Regions from separate parts of the Rattus norvegicus genome. Here region 2 is linked to region 1. Evidence: chromatin contacts called from public Hi-C data. All regions are on one chromosome and are shown on one strand. The core of a region is the stretch at or near the end of the contact, and the rest is flanking DNA. Distances in the headings are between cores, read along the strand shown. Region 1 overlaps Cubn (cubilin). Region 2 holds the start of Vim (vimentin).

Region 1 (2,928 bases), core at 159-2,658:
AGAAGAGATGTGGGAAATAGAACATTTTTACTGGGGCCAGCTGAGTGTCTGGAAGCCTAGAAGAGTATGTAATTCTAGCATAGGGAAAACATAGCTAAGACATACTTATATTATGATGCCAATAATTCTTCAGAGAGAATGTATTAAAAGTAGATTTATCTAATAAAAACACACACACATAGTCATTGCAGGAGATTGAGAAAACAGGAAAGCTTAGAGGAAACCAAAAGATTTAAATTGCACCACTACTAAGAATATTTAGTGGTGTTCATTGCCTGCTCTTTTTATGTTTATTTTATTTTAATATTCATAGATTATCTTATGCATTCTACCCTGTAATGACATTTTTCTATGGGGCGTATCTAGTGTGTGTGTTACTTTCCAAGTTCTCATCTTCACAGTGCAGCCTGCTGGGAGACGTTTAGGATCCTCTCTGAGATAAACATCTTTGTAGTTAAATGCTAGCCTACATTCATGGTTATGCATTGATTAAAAAAAAAAAAAAGAGGAAAGAAAACAAAACAAAAAACACAACCAAAAGACTGAAAATCAGCCTTTGTGCCTTCTAATGGAACTGATCCGTAGAAAGCAGAACTTAAAACCATAAAGGCAACAAGAGCAGGCTGAGATCAGCCAGCCCGTAGAGAGGCCACTGTGCCATCTGGATGTGAGCTAAAGTCCTAATTCAAAGTGATACAAAATAACTCAGAATAACTCAGAATGTGGCCGTCTGCTGGTCTGTCGCCGGCACGCAAAGCCTGGCATTATGGGAAACCATTGACTTTAGATGGGCGTTTCACATGCCCTGCCCCACCCTGGCAGCACGTGGCATCGTGGGTTTGCCCCACCCTGGCAGCACGTGGCATCGTGGGTTTGCCCCACCCTGGCAGTGCGTGGCATCGTGGCTTTTCCTGTAGTGAGGACATGTGTGTGGGTCCGGATGCTGGTGTGTGTGAGTCCCCAATGCTGCTGTGTGTGAGTCCCCGATGCCACTGTGTGTGAATCCCCGGTGCCGGTGCCGGTGTGCCGTGAGTGAGTGGCTGCACGTTCAGTTGGGGAGAGGCACCAAGGCCCCACAGAGCTGTGGTGGAGCACTGTCCGAGTGTGTCATGCACCCTCAGCCTTCAGCAGCATTTAGCTCCTCTACCTTCTGTAATTCAATGACGGATCCCACACGCCCTGGGTTTTCCCTGTTCCTAATGAGGACTCTGCATCAGTCTCCTACTCTGCGATTTTCGTTTGGCAGAATTACAGAAACATTCCGAAGCCTTTACATTTTAAAGTGACCTAGGAGGCTCTCATGCTTACTAAAATCATGTGTGTAAAATTAACAACATTCGTGAGGGCTGACTCCTGCGCTTGGGCTCTAGCTCAGAGGTGGGGTTCCTTCCCAGCCCACACAATACCCTGGCTTCTACAGCACCGGAAATACAATGAGTCAGTACCATAGGCATTCTGCAGTTGTGGTTTTCGGGGGAGAAATAAACAGGTGTTTGAAGAATTCTGCATCTTCTGCCCTCTTGAGTTCCAAGGCTTAAGCAGCAGGAGGCACACCATAGGACAGTGAGGAGAAAGGTCACTAAAATAAGGAACAGCACATTACTTTGGCACATCCCGTGCCTTCTCACCTCACTGTGCTAGCCTCAGCAGCTCCTGATGTCCTCTCCCTTGTTGGGCTATCCTCTACCATGATGGACCCGCACTTCTTCACCTCCTGCACGTATACTTAACTTCCCTCCCCACACTCAGGGTGATTTGCATCTGGCTGTCCACCCAGAATGTCAGGGAGGACTGCAGTCACAACTCAAACCCAGGTTACCATAGCAACAGGATGCAAGCAAGGGTTCTCCATCTCCAGGCTTGATTCATTTCTTCCCTCCCTGCTCAGCCAGTGATGGTGGTTCTGTAAAGTGTTAAACGTGAGTCAGCCTCAGCTGTCTAGACTCATATGTCATTGCACAAAGCTACTTCTGGGTGGCTTCTTTAGTTAAGAAAAGAAAAGGAGTGTTCCCTTTATATCAGACCAAAAATTAGAAGAACACTTCAAATGAATTTCCTTGTCGCCTTGTAGTTTTCTCATTTGCCAGAAAGCTGTTAGTACCATGGCATACCAAACATGCACATTCATAGAGTTCAAGACGTTAAGTAATTTCTACAAGACTGTGTGCTAGGCAGAGTCCCTGTAGCCAGACTCTGACCAACTCTGCCCATCTTCTATGAATGCCCCATCAAGGAAATGACTTGGTCGCTTCCATCAATGCTTGACTTCAAAGAGCCCATCTAAGGGCTCCTGGACAGAGATCACTCATCAGCTTCATTGTATTGACTAGCGTTTCCCTTCATATATAGAGAGAGGAATCTTTGCTGGCCCCTGCAGGTTCTTCTCTAAGTGCTTTAACTTATTTCAGTCACGTTAAAAAAAAAAGAAAAAAAAAGCTTCAGACGTGAAACAGTTTTCCTTGGATTCCAAGCTTTCTATATAGCAGGATTTGATGAAAAATTCCCAGTTTAAACGGTATCATACCAGAAAGGCGTAATTCACCTTCCATGTCTTATATCCAATCTTCTGCAACTGAGAAAATGAAGTTTACTTCTAGACACTCTTCGAGAGAATAAGAAAAACAATACTGTTGATTGTGGTTAATGGTTCGGTGGTACGGTAGATGCCTACAGTGGCAAGATTCTGGGTTTGAGCTCCAGAATCAAAAAGAGAAGAAAATGAAAAGGAAAGTTAATGCATAAAGAATGAATTCCGTGCTAATCAGAAGTTGAAAGGTCTGCTTTGGTTTTAACATTCCCGTGCTAAAAAGATTTAGGAGAATGTCAATCTGTTCATCTATTCTCATGTGACAGACCAATTAATTACCATTTTTACTCATTATAGTCACAGAATTTCAAAGTCACAAAAGAGAGTCATTAAACAACTCA
Region 2 (3,179 bases), core at 563-3,062, 150 kb before region 1:
GCCACGGGAACAGATGGCTTCTTTTCTCCCTGGTTAGATTACAAAAATAGTTGTGCAATGACTCTTCGGCTAATACAGTACCGAACTTCGAAGGAAGAAAGGGAACTTGGCTGAATTCCAGTTAAACTTTCTCATCCTCCAGAATATTCTACATTTCCAGCTTGAGGAAGCCACTGTGCTTTTTTTATGACCTTGTGAAAGTTAGCCAACTTCACTTTCACAATCCGCATTGTAGTCAAATTGTAGCCATTCGATATCAGAATGTCAATATGTTTCAAAAATGAAAGCAGAAAATGTTTCTGCGGTGTATTGTGTGTGTGGGGGAGGGGTGTAAGAAAAATCTGGAAAGGAAGCAGAAAATAAAGCCTTCATGTTCCAAGGATTGGCTGGAATAGTGGAGTTTTTCAATGTGTGCACTTTCCGCCGCTAGGGGGCTTTACACGCAGACGTGAAGTTCTGCACCTTTTAAAACGTGGGCGAAGTAACTTTTAGAAGCGCGTGCGGTTGGCTCCGTGGAGCTGCGGGCTGCATGTGAAAAAGGAGTCTACAGACCTGTCTGAATGACTGCAGGGTGCTCTCGGCTTCCTCCCTCTGGAGCATCTCCTCCTGCAATCTGAAGCAGCAGCACATTAACCAAAGGGGAACTGGGAAACGGCCAGGGGCGGGGCGGCCACACCCAACCACTAACGCTGGCTTTGAGGCCAGGGCTGCTGTGACAGACACCTCCACCCACAGCAGTGACGGCAACTTGTCGAGCTGGCAGCTCTCTGCAGGTGTTAGGTGGAGCTGGGGCACACTGAAAAAGGCAATCAGTGCCCTTCCCAACAATCACAGCCAGTCCCCTGTCCCAGCGTCCCAGTTGCCTTTGCCATCTCTTTGTCTGGAAACCTTCACACCCATTCTTTCGTTCTGTCTGGTAACTGTAAGCTCACCAGATGGACCTAACAAACTTTCTAAAAGTTCAACTGAAGTGCTTGAGTGGGGAGAAGAGAGAAATGTTCACTGCAAAGTTTAGGTTCAGGGTGGGGCCCGCTTCCTCTGCTATCCCCCAGACAACCGCCACCCCAGCCACATCCCTAAGGGCGTGGCAGCCCCAGCGCCAGGCCCAGGACTCCCCTCCCTCCCACACCCACACCCACACCCCACCACTCGCGTGGGTCAGGCCTTACTTTTCTCGCAGCCGCATGATGTCCTCGGCCAGGTTGTCCCTCTCCACCTCCACACGGGCCTTGTCATTGGTGAGCTGATCCACCTGCCGGCGCAACTCCCTCATCTCCTCCTCGTAGAGGTCGCCCAGGCGCGACTTGCCCTGGCCCTTAAGCTGCTCGAGCTCGGCCAGCAGGATTTTGTTCTGCTGCTCGAGGAAGCGCACCTTGTCGATGTAGTTGGCGAAGCGGTCATTCAGCTCCTGCAATTCCACCTTCTCGTTGGTGCGGGTGTTCTTGAACTCGGTGTTGATGGCGTCGGCCAGCGAGAAGTCCACGGAGTCCTGCAGCAGCCGCACGCCGGGCACGCTGCTCCGCAGGCGCACGGCGGAGGACCGGGTCACATAGGCGCCACCCGGGGACGAGGAATAGAGGCTGCGGCTAGTGCTGGGGCGCAGCGCGCTGCCTAGGCTGTAGGTGCGGGTGGATGTGGTCACATAGCTCCGGTTGGAGCTGGGCCGGCTCGATGTGCCGGAGCCACCGAACATCCTGCGGTAGGAGGACGAGGACACGGACCTGGTGGACATGGCTTCGAAGGACGAGGTGGCCTGGCTTGCTGCGGCTGCAAGATCTGCAAGAAGAGAGCGAGGGCGCAGTGGCTGTGAACCGTAGGAGCGCTGGGGTCTCTGGGGGGTCCAGGAGCAAGAGTGGCAGAGGGACTGGACCCCGCCAAGGGCGCTGCTTTTATAACACTGTTAGGAAAGAGGGTCCCCTCCCACTGTCATCCTAGCCGCCGAATGAGCCAGCCAATGGGGACCCGGAGAGAAGTGAGGAAGGAGTGGGGCGGGGGGGGGCTCCCCTCGAGCCTTCCTCCTGGGCTTTCGGGGATCGAGCACAGTCCTGTTATTACTTGGAAGTCTTAGGACTTTCAGGGGTTTTCCGGATGATCACCCCAACTCTCTGCTCACCCTTGGGTGCTGAGAAAGAAGGGATCGCGGGGAGGATTCGTGGGGGAAGGGGGGCTCCGGAAAGTTGTGTAAATCGGTCCCTGGCACTGAGCCAAAGGGGCGTGGGCCTAGGCGCGCCGGTAGGAGGGGCGCGGTCGCAAAGCTGCGGTCTTCTGGGACTGGGTGGGTGGGGAGATCTGTGAGCCGGGGAGCGGGAAGAGCCTGCAAGAGCGGTGTTGCAGATCGGAAGGCGGGGAGAGAGAAACAAAGAGGGCCTGAGATTGGGGGTGGAGAAGCACACAGCCCAAGATATCTAGCTCAAGGCCGGGCGCTCGCTCGGATCCTTTACAGAGGTTTGGGGTGGTCGTACCCCCTGATCTAACGGACTCCGTGCAACTCCAGAGGATCAGGATCCACTGCCTCTGGAGGAAAGCCCAGGGGACAGGGGTGGGGTCGCTGAGTCAGTGTCTGTGTCTCATGGATCCCTGAGGGTGAGATCGGCTAGCGGTTCAGGAAAACCGTTAGTTGAGATTGACTCCAGACTCCAAGAGCGCTGAACTCGCTGTCCCAAGTTTTAAACCAACTTTGAGCGTGGCCGCTCTGGTTATTATTGTGGGAGTGTGGAGGGTTCTCTTTAGGAAGAAACTCATGCAGACCCGGGGGAGTCACAAAACACATCCCATTCCTCCCAGACCACAAAAGCACTCAGAAAGGCTTTTCTAGCTAAGTCTCCCTGCCGCCCTTCCCTCTTGTCTCTTCTTCCTGCATGAAACCACACCCTAAGTTCTGGGTGAAAGAGGAAACTACTTTGGTAATTTCAAAAGCAAGCTCAGTGATCACGGGCTTTTCTGAAAAGTGGACTTCATTAGAAGATAACCCAAGCCGGACAAGAATTCATTAGGTGTTGCTAAAATATCCAATTCGATGAATGAGTTCGGATGAAAGGTAGTTATGTAACTCAAGTGATAAACCGAAGAAGCAGATTTGTGTAGATTTTAGAGCAGCGATGCAGGGGGAAAGATTCTAGTGACTCGTCTGGACAATGTCACAGATCCTGTTTTCCACAAAGAAACGTCATGAAATCTAA

What was found. A called contact is a pair of places that touch in the nucleus more often than the background predicts.
Region 2: a contact with region 1 is called in a Hi-C map of kidney, with 4 times the contacts expected there. The contact joins the promoter of Vim here to the enhancer-like site in region 1. A contact is called at or near these places in 4 of 12 Hi-C or Micro-C datasets (the A7r5 cell line, kidney, mammary epithelial cells and 1 more).

What each region holds. Positions count from the first base shown.
Region 1 is chr17:81,426,826-81,429,753 of GRCr8, reverse strand. All of the region lies in intron 27 of Cubn (cubilin), which reads left to right. Among named protein-coding and RNA genes, the nearest start is that of Cubn, 73 kb to the left of the region's middle. Within about 2 kb of position 1,408, at least 40 of the 93 cell types and tissues checked have an H3K27ac peak or open chromatin away from gene starts, as enhancers often do. A contact at or near this core is called in the A7r5 cell line, where this site is marked.
Region 2 is chr17:81,575,894-81,579,072 of GRCr8, reverse strand. It overlaps Vim (vimentin), which reads right to left and starts at 1,812. Exons shown (of 9, transcript NM_031140.1): 1 at 1,170-1,812; 2 at 553-613. The coding sequence starts at 1,732.